2 separate regions of the Hordeum vulgare genome follow, and region 2 is linked to region 1. Evidence: chromatin contacts called from public Hi-C data. All regions are on one chromosome and are shown on one strand. Each heading gives the region's core, a stretch centred on a gene start, on an enhancer-like site or on the middle of the called end of the contact. The rest is flanking DNA. Distances are from core to core; before and after follow the strand shown. Region 1 holds the start of LOC123449166 (zinc finger BED domain-containing protein RICESLEEPER 1-like). Region 2 holds the start of LOC123449169.

Evidence for each region. Hi-C and Micro-C count contacts between places; a contact is called where the count stands out from the background.
Region 2: a Hi-C map of leaf shows a contact between it and region 1, with 4 times the contacts expected there. The contact joins the promoter of LOC123449169 here to the promoter of LOC123449166 in region 1. A contact is called at or near these places in 2 of 6 Hi-C or Micro-C datasets (leaf and seedling).

What each region holds. Positions count from the first base shown.
Region 1 is chr4H:505,019,196-505,025,905 of MorexV3_pseudomolecules_assembly, reverse strand. LOC123449166 (zinc finger BED domain-containing protein RICESLEEPER 1-like) reads left to right here and starts at 2,247. Exons shown (of 4, transcript XM_045126272.1): 1 at 2,247-2,361; 2 at 3,770-4,069. The coding sequence starts at 3,772.
Region 2 is chr4H:505,660,507-505,667,096 of MorexV3_pseudomolecules_assembly, reverse strand. LOC123449169 reads right to left here and starts at 3,189. Exons shown (of 1, transcript XM_045126277.1): 1 at 1-3,189. The coding sequence starts at 2,147. The coding sequence ends at 204.

The sequences.
Region 1 (6,710 bases), core at 998-3,497:
TTGTCTCTTTGACGCTCTCCCTCGCTCCCTAGTTGGGCGCACGGGTGGCCAGCGGATCCAGTTCCCGACGGAGTCAGGCGATGGACGGTGACGTATGCCACGGGGAGCTCGTCGGGGACCTCCTAAGCACAAGATTTACGAGCGCGAAGGAAGAGGGAGCTCGAGGAGGGGCTCTTAGGGCCATGGAGAGGGTTCGCCGGAAGCGATGACATCAATCTCGAATGGGCGGCGATGCTCATCGTCAGAGATGAGGAAGGGGAGGGATAAGCACCAAATTGGCAGAGGGGAAATGTGTGTGAGCTCGATTGGATGCCGATGGCCTCTATTTGTTGAGCTCTCGTGCTCTTTGACCCTCTCACGCCGAGCGCCGCCCGCCACCGCCGCTCGAGCTCACTGCTACCGGTCGTCTCGACCACCCCATGCCTGTCGGCCACTTCAGTCCACTTCAGCTTCCCGCCGACAGCCTTACATGCCTGCTACGTCAGCACCACCCCATGCCAATTGCCTCATTTACACGCGTGTGCTCCTATCCAGTGCGAGTGTCGGGAGGTTGAAGAAAGAGAAGAGAGTGAGAGTGAGAGTGCTCAAATAGGGCCCACATGTAAGCACTAGGGGCAGAAATGTCTAAAAGACGGTGAGTTACTGGTCAAAGCGCTTTGACTCGATGGAAACGACATGAAAGGGCATTTCTATAAGGCCACAAGACGATAGAGGGGCAAATTTGAGCACACATTGAAATAAGGGGCAAATTTAAGTAGTGGGCTCAAGTTAAGGGCAGAAATGAAATTGTCCCTATATAAAACAACAAGTAAATGCTTAAAAAGTATCCTGGAATGATATATAACATCATGAAAGAATAAAAATTTATAGATGTATTGTAGACTTATGATCGACTAGCGGGGTCACGACCGGGCAGAGCATGCAGGCGCGCAGCGAGCACGGACGCAACACACGTGAGCAACCAGCAAGGTCGCGTCACCGTGACGCATGGGGAGAGGTGCGAAGTACGTCGAGGTGCTCGTGGTCGCGACCAACAAGGCTAGTGACGTCCATGATGCAGGCAACGAACGACTCGGGGTTCAAGGCTTCGTCATGTTCGTCCGGAATTTTGACGGCGTGTGGCACATCATGTGCTTTGCGGCGGTATCCTGACCATCCGTGTCACGATGTGTACCGACTCCTGTATAGTGTAGTCGACAAATCCCTCTTGATCCAAGAACATCGACATTGGCCAACGACGTATTCATCAGTCAGTTCTTGGAAGGAAGATCCACACCATAGGTAGAATAAATTTAAAAAACGAACTAACCACAAAAATTGAGTCGTGTTCCATTTTTACAAGAAGAGGGATCAAATCTTATACCTTCGCGCGTGCTTGATGCATGCTTGACGCACGCTTGGTGAAGAGTTGATGGAGCGAACCGTGCTGATAACATGTTCCGCAACTTCGCTGACGAGTCCGATCCAAGGTTGCCAAGCGAGAGCTAGCATCATAGATGAAGTACTCAAACACACAAAGTAGATGAACATATAGAAGCACGGAGGAGACTATCTTTATTAACGATTGATTTATGTTACAATAATTGCTCCTTATATATTTATATGGAGGTAGGAGTCAAGGGATAAGTACCCGTTTAACATAAAGTGTGGAACCGGGAGGGGCTACGCTGTGCGCATCGCACGCGTCCGCTGCCACCCTCGTGATGGACCCGATTTCCCAACACGTTGATCGATTTGTTTTCTTTCGGGTTAGAGAGGGGTCTGTGGTGTTTATGGCTGGACGTTCGGTATGTATTCCATGTCAGTGGTAGCGGAACGCATCGAGGTGACGACCTGACATGCTTTGGTAACTGAACACACCTAGATGATGACATGACATACTTGCTTATGTGGATAGGTTGCATTCAAGAAAAATAATATAGTTGGACATTGAGGTGGACACTTTACATGTCGAGAGGACCGAGATCAACTTTTTAGAAATGTAAGATTTGATTGAGTTTTTTTTTCCACTTTCTGAGGCTTGTAAACAGAGCTAGTTTTTTTTTGGTTGTTTGAGGCAAACATGCTTTTTATTACTGGACCGGCACCATTACAGGGACGAAGTTAAGCTTAACCCCAAACCTGGGTACAGTGGATACACGGGCCCTGAACCAACCCATATCTGGAAGTTGGGTCGGGCCTGGAGCTCGCCACCCACGAACCCACATACCCACAGACCATCCAACTCCACGCCCTAACCCTACCCAGACCCCTCTCTGCACCGGCGCCGGCGCCGCTGCCGCCGCATCGCCGACGTCGATCTCCGGCTCTCCCGATTCTGCCCTGATTTGGATTTCCTCACTTGTTCTGCGTTCTCATCTAGTAAGAGAGTTGGGGGAGCAGTAAGCGACTCGATCCCAGTACCCTTTCTTTTCTCCTCCGAATTCCGTACCTGTCGGCTCCTATTTGCTGCTATGGATGTGTGCTAATCTTCGTTGATATGTTCCGCTTCTCTGATTGTTTCCCCTCTAGTAAGAGAGTTGGGGTATAAGTGAGTGTTAGTTGCAGGGGAAACCGTAACAAATTAAGTGTGGAACTGTTAGCAAAGCTCGAACCAAAAGTTAATGGCGATCGGCTTGCCATCCTTTTTTTTTTCCTAAACACGCAGCGCGTCATTTCATTGAGAAGAAAGTGCGAGCGACCAAACTTACAATGATTTACAATGAGCACTGCACCCGCCTCCGACTGAGGTTGTGGTCGTCCCATAGGTCGGCTAGCGTTCAAGACTGGCTAGTATTTTTGGCTGCCTAATTTAGCGAGTAAACCAAGCACAGCGCTTCGAAGGCCGCTTCATGACAGCTGCCATACACATCCAGAACATCGACTCCAGGGCTACACCATTGTGCTTAGAGGAGTCGGCTAGTGGACGGCAGAACCCGGTCAGAACTCGGGAGGTGTCGTCCAGTATACGCTGATAGCAACACACATTGTACCCCCGAAGTCCACACTCTGCATAGAGGATCAACATTTCGTTTGTCGCCGCCAAGCGTTGTCGGCGAGAGGATCAACATGGTGAACAGAGGCTTTGACATCGTCGACTCTGGCTCGTCGACTCTGGCCGCAACCAGGCAGGGAAACAGGTGATTTATTTTTTATCTTATAAGCCAAAATCCAAAAGCCATAGTTAAGCCTAATCAAACACCCCCTAAGTGCACACGTAGGCACTTTTTTTTCTGCCACTTGTTGGCTGCCACCCAGAGAGGTAAGTAGAAATTGCCGGCTGTTGCCGTGTTGAAGTGGGCATCACCTACAGGCCACTGCTGCCGCCATGCCAGAGTGCCACCAGGATGTACCTGGCAGCGCGGGTACCAGGCACACCTGCCAAGGGAAGATGTGTGGCCGCACTCAGCCATCCACTGAGAATGTGGGGTCGGATGAGGCAAGCAGGGCTGCAGGGGAAGGCCCCACCTCTGTGGCTGGCTGGCTGGCAGGAGTCCATGGCAAGGATGTGAGGTAGGGGCCGAAGGCCTGTGGCGAGGATGCGAGGTAGGGTCGAAGACCTGCAACTGTTAGGGGTTGGGGGGGGGGGAGGGCTAGTCATCTGCCTGGCAACCTACCACATTCTTTTATGCTTCCCTGTAAAAAATCATGCTTACAAAAATGTGTACTTCTCTGTGTTCAAAGTTATATCTGTAGGTGAGGTTGCCTCTTTTGCTTTATTTCTTATTTATCTACTCTGCAGTTTAATCATATTCTTTGCTAAAAATTGACTGTGTTGTATCAACTGCAGCTATGGAAAACATGGATGAGTATGACAGTGATGCTAATATGCCATTAGGGATAGACTCTGATGGAGCTGCTGCCTCCAGATTCAGAAAAAAGAGGTCTAAGGTGTGGGAAGAGTACAAGCCTATATATATAAACGGAGTGATCCAGAGCGCGGAATGCCACTACTGCCATACTCTCATGAGTTGCAAAGGAGCTGATGGACGTTCGAATGGAACGAGCCATTTGTGGCGACATCATAATAATTGTCGAGCAAAAGAGGAATTTGACCTGAGCGAGCTGCATGATACAAACTTCCCTTATGGTATGTTTATTTATTTCTTTTATGCGTCATAATTTAGGTACTTGAGTTACCGAGGCATGTGTATGGTGTATTATGCTCCCATTTGGTGGAACCACTTTGCATATGATGCTTGCTGTATGTAAATTTTGTGTTGTTTTAGGTCCACTTTTGCATACGTTGCTGTTTAGCTACATGCTTTTGTTAAAGTTGGTGCAAACATAGTTTAATATAGCATCCATCTATGAAATACTATGTGACAAGAGAAGACGACTATTTCTGTACTTGTACACAGGCAACTATCCATATTCTTACGACATTTAGTTCAATCTTAATCTGTTTCTCCGAATGAGACACCGTTAATTACTAGAAACCGGACCTTATTGATTTTAGCCTACAACAACAACAAAGCCTTTAGCCGCAAACAAGTTGGGGTAGGCTAGAGCTGAAACCCATAAGATCTCGCAACCAACTCATGGTTTCTGGCACATGGATAGCTAGCTTCCACGCATCCTTGTCCATGGCTAGTTCTTTGGTGATGTTTTAGTCCTTCAGGTCTCTCTTTATGGACTCCTCCCATGTCAAGTTTGTCTACCTCGATCTCTCTTGACATAATCAGCACGCTTTAGCCGTCTGCTATGCTTGGAGGCATGCGCTGAATATGGCAAACCATCTCAGACGATGTTGGACAATCTTCTCTTTCATCGGTGCTACCCGAACTCTTATCCCGTTTATCATCAGTTCCGAACCCGATCCTTCCTTGTGTGGCCACACATCCATCTCAACACGTGCCTGTTGAACATGTCGCCCTTTAGTCGGACAACACTCATCGCCATGCAACATTGCGGTTCGAATCGCCGTCCTGTAGAACCTGCCTTTTAGCTCTTGTGGCACTCTCTTGTCACAGAGAATGCCAGAAGCTTAGCGCCACTTCATCCTTTCGGCTTTGATTCGATGGCTCACATCTTCATCGATATCGCCATCCTTCTGGAGCATTGACCCCAAATATCGAAAGGTGTCCTTCTGAGGTACCACTTGCCCATGAAGGCTAACCTGCTCCTTCTCCTTCTCCTTGTGCTTAGTTGTACTGAAACCGCACCTCATGTACTCGGATTTAGTTCTACTAAGCCTAAACCTTTCGATTCCAAGGTTTGTCTTCATAGCTCTAACTTTCTATTAATCCCCATCTGATTATCATGGACTAGCGCCACATCATCCACAAAGAGCATAGACCATGGGATATCTCCTTATGTATCCCGTGACCTCATCCATCACCAAAGCAAAAAAGATAAGGGCCAACCCTTGGTGCAATCCTATTTTAATTGGGAAATCATCAGTGTCACCATCACTTGTTCATACACTTGTCACAACATTATCATACATGTCCTTGATGAAGGCAATGTACTTTGTTGGGACTTTGTGTTTCTCCAAGGTCCACCGGTATCTTATGGCAAGCTAATCCAAGTCAATGAACACCATATGCAGGTCCTTTTCCTCCCTGTATCTTTCCATAAGTCGTCGTACCAAGAAAATGGCTCCCATGGTCGACCTCCCAGGCATGAAACTAAACTAATTTTTGGTCACGCTTGTTATCATTCTTCTTAAGCGGTGATCAATGACTCTCCCATAGCTTCGAAAATTAGTACTAATATACTTAGCCTCCATTCTTCCGACATCTTGTTTGCCCGAAAAATGAGGTTGATAATCTTAGTCACCAGTACTATCGCTATGTTCGAGGCCGCTCCACACTTCAATGGGGAAACAATCAAGGCCCATCGCCTTGCCTCCTTTCATCCTTTTTAAAGCCTCCCTGACCTCAGCCTCCTGGATTTGGCGCACAAAACGCTTGCTGTTATCATCAAAGGAGTCGTCCAGTTCTGTTGAACCGGTATGGGCCCAAGCCCATCCTCTTATCTCTTAGGGCCCAAGCCCATGTGGAGGGACTGACCTAGAAGCAAGCATCCAACCCTCTCATTCCCAGTCCAAGCCGCCACACAACAACTCGACCTAGGTACCTCTCTCTCTCTCTCTCTCGTCAACATGGTATCTGACCAGGTTGTGGCTGCGGCGGCTTAGCCGCTTGTCGGCGGGGTCCGGCGGGGTCCGGCAGGGCCAGGCGTGACGAGGGACGACTATGTGCGGGGTTGTGCGCGCGCGCGAGGCGGTGGTGCTGTGACGCTGGTAGGGCCTGAGGAGACGGCGATGACGTCCGGCAAGGTGACGGCGAATCTGGGCGGCGTCCGGCGAGGCGGCGGCAGATTTGGGAGGTGCGGCTCGTCAGCTGAGAGGTAGGAGGAGGAGAGCTGTTGTGCTGCTGCTTAGTGGGCTGCTGTGTTGCGGGAGGACAAGAGGAGAAGGGGTCGGCTGCTGTTGAAGGCCAGGAGTTGCTGCTAGTTGCTCTGGAGTTGCCGCTAGAGAAGCTGTTGCTGCTGAAGAAAGAAGGCTTGCTGAGTCTTGTTGCTAGTGCTTGCGGCTGTGAGCTGAGAGGGTGTAAGAAGGAACTGCTAGTGTTGTTCTGCTGCATTTGCTGCTGAGATTGCTTTGTGCTGGTGCTTGGATGTGACTGCCGTTTGAGGAGTTTCTGCTGCTGCTTGGAGTTGCAGCGGCTACTCCCAACCAAAGATGGTTGAACCAAAAGCTCTTGCCGAGGCTTTCGAGAAGCTCG
Region 2 (6,590 bases), core at 1,940-4,439, 640 kb before region 1:
TTCATATAAAATGATCAGCACAAATGCCACAAGAACAAGCCTACACTGCATTTACATGTCCTTCAAGGCAAACAGAAGCGTGTTATGTACACTCTACCAAAGCAAACAACTGAATCTGGAATCCGGAATCAGCAAAGAATGATCGACATAAATCTACACAAATACGGAGTACTTCAGTGCAGGAAGAATCATCAGAGTGTCACCTAGATGATCGATCCCCTGGACTGGAAGAGATCCAACCGGCCCTTGGCGTCCGACAGCAGTCGCTCGACGCGCAAGTCCTGCACCAGCTGCCCCTGCTTCGACGCCCAGAGGAGCACGGCGAGCACCCCGGCCTGCGCCACCTCCTCGCTCTCCGGGACATGCAGCGCGATGTAGCAGAGCAGTATGAGCGCCTCGATCTGCAGCTCGTCTCCGAGGTACACGAGCTGGACGAGGTGCCGTGCCCCGCCGTCGTCGACGATGGCCCTGCAGTGGTTCACGTGCAGGTGGTTCTCCGTGCACGCGAACTTGGTGAGCGCCACGATGGCCTCCTTGGCGACCGGCGGCTCGCGGTCGTCGAGCAGCCGCACCAGCGGGCCGATCACGCGGGTCTCGCTCGCGGTGAACGTTCGCGACAGGCAGCCCAGCGAGGTGATGCACGGGAGCAGCAGCAGGTCGTCGTACTCCCCCTTGCGCACAATGGAGAGCAGCTGCTCGGCGACGGCCTTGGCTGGCGGTGAGCTGGGCTTGAATGCGGACTGCCGCAGCGCGAGGTTGTGCTCGGCGACGCGGGTGATCTCCATGATCGCCATGGCGGAGTAGTACTGCAGGTGCGTGCCTGCGCCGTCGTCGCCCTTCTCTAGGAGCCTGGCGAAGCAGAGCAGCGCGCGGGACTCTGTTATGCTCTTGCAAACTCCCGGATGGCCGCGGGCAAGCTTCCACAGAGCCTTCGCCGCCATGGCCTTCATGTGCGCCTTGGTGGCCGGGTCCTCGGTCTCGCGCGGTCCACGGCCGCTCGAGCCGTTTGAGCTCAGCTGGGGCCTACTGGGCGGTGGAGCCGTGACCCGGCTCGTCGTCGTCCTGCCGGCTGCCGCGGATTGCGTCTGGTTGTTGCGTCCATTCGAGCCTTCCGACGAGTTCGGCGGTTCATTGGAGGAGTAACCGGATACTCCTGGGAGCATGCTGGGCGTGCTCGCGAGCACGACAGAGTGAAGCGACCTCATGTGCTCCGGCGGAGGAGGCGCAGCGTGCCGGGTGCTGCTTCCTCCGACAGAGTACCTGCTGTGCTCTTGGATGGTACCAGCGGCGAGGTGACCGACGAGGTGCCGGACGGCGTTGTTCTGCGCGAACAAGTCCTGGCATCTCGGGCTCTGGTGCGCGAGCGACGCGATGGCCTCGGCGGCCGCGGCCTGCACGCGCATCGGCGGCTCCTTCAACGCGGCGGAGTAGACGGAGCAGACCCCGGCATGGAGAAGCTTCTCCACGCTCCCCTCGTCGCGCCCAAGGAACCCGAGCGCCGTGGCGGCCGCCTCCTGGCCGTCATCGGTCCCTTCTTTGAGCAGCTTGACGAGGGGCGCGATGCCGTCCTCCTCCACGATGAGCTTGGAGAAGTGGGGGCTGTCCCGCGCGAGGGAGGCGAGGGTGGAGGCGGAGTCGGCCCGCACGGCGAGGCTGCCGGTGTGGAGGCGCGCGATGTGGTCCCAGATGAGGAAGAGTATGGGCTCGTTCTGCGCGATGTTTGGGAGGCCGCGCAGGTCGGCGTCGTCGTCGGCGCCGTTGGCGTCGGCGTCGGCGCGCGGGGAGGAGATGCGGATGAGCCAGGCGACGTCCTCGATGGCGGTGTCGAGCAGCGCGAGGGTGCGCGGGAACCCGGAGACGGGGTTGAAGGTGAGGAAGCGGCGGAGGCGGGAGTGGCTCTCGAAGCACCTGGCCGACATGCCTCCGGCCTTGCCCAGCGCCTGCAGGGTGCCGGCCACGATGCGCTCGGCGGGGCGCTCGTACAGCTCGGCCCGCGCCGCCTGCCGCAGCACCTCCGCGAGCTTCTCCGCGCGCGCCCGCAGGTCCTTGCACTCGGGCCGGAGGCACTGCCCGGAGCCCGACTGCTTGGCCACCTGGTCCGCGAGCTTGATCGGCTTCGCCAGCAGCGCCTTCACACCCTCCCCCATATCCCAAGAAAATCAAGCTCAAAACTCAGCAATAGCAGAACCTTAGCAGAATTGCACAGGACGAATCCCCCCGGATTGGAGCTTGAAGCCTTAAATTGGGCGAGACCGAGCGCAGAATAATACCGCCACCGACGAGCTTGCCGATCAGAACGAGGCGGGTGATGGTGGATGACTGGACCGGGGTGGATTCCAAAGCTGCGGTTTTGGCTATCCTTCTTCCGTTCCTTTCCGTCTGTTTGAAAGCAACGCACGAGCCGACGACGAGGGGAGGAGAGGAGGGGCCTGGGTTTAATGGGGCAGACCAGGACGAGGCGAGACGACCTGACGGGGGAAGACCGGAGAGGCAGGCCCGGTGTCGCTCTAGTGTGGACAGCCGCCCCCTGGCTACGTTTCTGCAGCGGTTTCCTGCGTCGAACTTGCTTGCGAGATTTCGTGCCAAATGGTGCGAGAGTTCCTCATGTTTTCTCTGCCGAACCTTCCCTTTCTTTTTCGGGGCACTCTTTTCCCGCTAACTAACCAAAGGTCCTAACATAACTTAGGCATCAAGTCCAAGTAGTCGGCCGTCCGTGTTGTCCAACAACAAGCTCTGATCTAATCGCTGGGTAAAGCTTGTGTATGACCCGGTCAAACTGGGCAACGACAGCGTCCTGATTAAGGAACGCGAGAGTGGTAAGCTAGGCCCAGCGTATGCAGTGATGGATGGGGTTGCTGCCTTTGATTCCATGATTGATTGCGATCTAGTACTACTAGCAAGTTATTCTCCCCACTATGGGTTGTCAGATTTGACAGGAGCGGCACGATATCTTCTCGCGGTCTCTTCGTAGTCTCTCGTTCTGGAGAGACATTCCTGGGCGACCATCAAAGCAGCATCTTCTTTGCCCGCTTGGGATAATCTCTGTTCAGAGACCTAAGTTGACAATCTTTTTGCCCTGTCCATTTGATAGAATAATACTCCCCTTGTGTCAAAATAAATGTTTTAACTTTATACTATTGAGTGTCCTGGTCCTTCCTGACGCTCAGTTCAACATGCTATGGGGTGCCTGCTAGCACGTGCAACCGAGGAGGCCTCAATATCGTGTGGTCGTCCAAAGCACAATGTCTTATGCCGAGGCACATGTATACTTGATAGCACAAAATAAAAAAGAAATTCTCCTCACAAAGCAAGTACATGGTATGGATAGAGATCACAAGTCCGGATTTTTTTCCTAGATTTGCAATCATGTCAGTAAGGAGAGTTGACGGAGTATGTCTACTATATCTTCCTCTTGAAACCCTCGAATAGCTCCTCATGATTCTCATGAGTGATTTTTCCAAGCGTCAAAGGTGCAACGCGTTGTGGACAGGTAGATCCAATTGCAGAATGTGGGCATGGAACTCTCAAACCCTCTCCAGGGTTTCCCCGCTCCACTTATATAAACATCTCGAGGTGGGATCAACACTTGAGGCCCATTAAAACTCTATGCATATGTTCCACACGAATTCAATCTGAGATCGATTGTTGAGATCGAATCCCATTTGAGTGCTCCACTCGGCTCCAATCCTAGTGGGTTTCTACCCTTAAGCTTGTGATAATACGCCTTCAACATATACATAATTTTGTATGATCCACGTCTATTATATGTAGTTGTGTAATTGGAGTTGTCAAGTACTAAAATCTAGTTTTTTTATCGCTATGTATTGAAGTTTGCTATGTTGCTCGTTGATGTTGCAATGTTTTTACTTTGAGATGTGTATGCTACCTTATGTGTTGGATGCCACCTTATCTATTAAAGTTTTTTATCGTTGATACTTCCAATGTTGTGGACCGTTTCTCTATGTATGCTACCTTATATGTTCAATTCATATAAAGTGGTTAGGAACTTGACATTTCTTTGTGTACAATTCCTAAATTCCTACAAGTGGTTCGGAAGCCCATGTGGTATACTTGACATTTCTGTAAATATTTTTCATTAACTAAATATTCAATCTTTTGTGGAATTACTGATCACAATGGTAACACGCTTTCTTCAATCTTTTTGAGCCTTTTTTCATTTTCTATAATTCTTTTGATGTGTTGTCAAAATTGATGGATGAAAATGATTGATCTCTACATGAGATAGGTGGGTGTGTGAAATTTTCTTTTCAAGTTTGTTTTATTGTCAGTTTATCATTTTTCTCACAAGCCATTGCACATAGGAGGCCTCCATGTGAAATGATTTCAATTTTTTGCCTTTTTCATTTTCTATAATTTATTTGCATGTGTTGTCAAAATTGCATGGATGACTAATCATATAAATGGTTTTGAAATTGAGTTTTATTTGTGGATACTGCATAAGTTCCTAATATGGAAGGTGAAAATTATTTTTTAGAATATGTTAGACCAAACTAGAGAACACTTGCAGTTCAAATTTGAATTATTTGATGTAAATCGCCAGAAATTCAATAAATCAATAAAATATGTCAATATCACTCTGAAATTCATGAAAATTGGGATTTGGAATCCCATATGGTATACTTTAGTTCAAAATTGTAAGGGCACAATTTATAATCTTATTTATGGCACTTGCTTCACAAAACATGACATGCACGACACTAGAAAAATGGAAAAATAACTTCTTATTAACCAAATCTTCAATCTTTTTGTGAAATTATTGATCACTATGGTAACACCCATGTTATTCAGAAAATGTTCATGTTATCATGTACTATGTCATGAAGATGCCTATGGGTATGGTCATCTTGGTTGAAAGTCATTGCTCTTCATATCAGATAGGTGAGTTTGTGAAGTTTTTTTAATTTTTTAGTATATTCAGTTTATCATTTTCGCCACAAGCCATTGCACATAAGAGGCCACCATGTGAAAGGATTTCAATTTTGAGCTTTTTTATTTTCTATAATTTCTTTCAATGTGTTATCAAAATTGCATGGATGACTAATCCTATAAAATGGTAGGGAAATTAAGTTTTTGTTGTGGATATAGCATACATTCCTAATGTGGACGGTGAAAATGATTTTTCAGAATTTATTGGACCAAACTAGAGCACACTTGTGGTTCAAAATTGAATTACGTGATGTAAGTCGCCAGAAATTCAATAAACCAATGAAATATGGCAAACACTATGAAATTCATGAAAAATGGCACTCGAAATCCCATGTGGTATACTTTAGTTTAAAATTATAAGGAACAATTTACAATCTTATTTACGTGCTTCACAAAATAAGTCGTGCATGGCACTAATAATGGAAAAATAACTTTTTATTTTTGATATTGTCAGTTTATCCTTTTCCCCGCAAACCATTGCACATAAAAGGCCTCCATGTGAAAGTATTACTATTTTTGAGCCTTTTTTATTTTCTATAATTTCTTTTAATGTGTTGTCAAAATTGCATCGGCGACTAATCATACAAAATGGTTGGGAAATTTTGATTTCTTTGTGGATACTACCTACATTCCTAATGTGGAAGGTGAAAATGATTTTTCAAAATTTATTGAACCAAACTAGAGCACACTTGCAGTTCAAATCTAAATTACTTAATGTAAATCATGAGAAATTCAATAAATCAATGAAATATGGCAACATCACTGTGAAATTCATGAAAAATTGGTAGTTGGAATACATGTCGTATACTTTAGTTTAAAATTGTAAAAGCACAATTTACAATCTTATTTATGGCACTTGTTTCATACAAAAAAGTCATGCATGCCACTAGAAAAATGGAAAATTAACTTTTTATTTTTGATTATGTGAGCTTATCATTTTTCCCACAAGCCATTGCACATAAGAGGCCTCCATGTGAAAGGATTTCAATTTTTTAGCCTTTTTCCATTTTCTATAATTTCTTTTGATGTGTTGTCAAAGTTGCATTATGAATAATCATATAAAATGGTTTGGAAATTGATTTTTCTTTATGGATACTACTTATATTCATAATGTGGAAGGTGAAAATGATTATTCAAAATTTATTGGACCAAACTAGAGCACACTATTTGAATTACTTGATGTAAATCGCCAGAAATTCAACATGTCAATGAAATATGGCAATTTCACTTCGAAATTATTGGAAATTTGGCGGTTGAAATCCCATGTGGTATAATTTAGTTGAAAATTGAAAGGGAACAATTTATAATCTTATTTATGGCACTCGCTTCACAAAAAATGCCATGCATGCCAATACAATAATGGGTATTCCAAATGCACATCACTCTTTGTGGGCGTGAATCATGAGTATTCCAAGTGCATGCAAACAACTGGAAATACAATCCAGTCTTAGCATACGAATTCATACATATTTTATTCAAATAAAACAAGAAATTCAGCGTGACCCTACTCCCAAATCATAAACTAGTTGTCTCCTTCAACATGCAAGCGACACGGGATAAGCACGTCGTCGAAGCTAAGGCCAAACCAAAACGCACGTCGCCCGATGATGTTTTAGTGCGACATATGGTTGGGGATGTTGAAT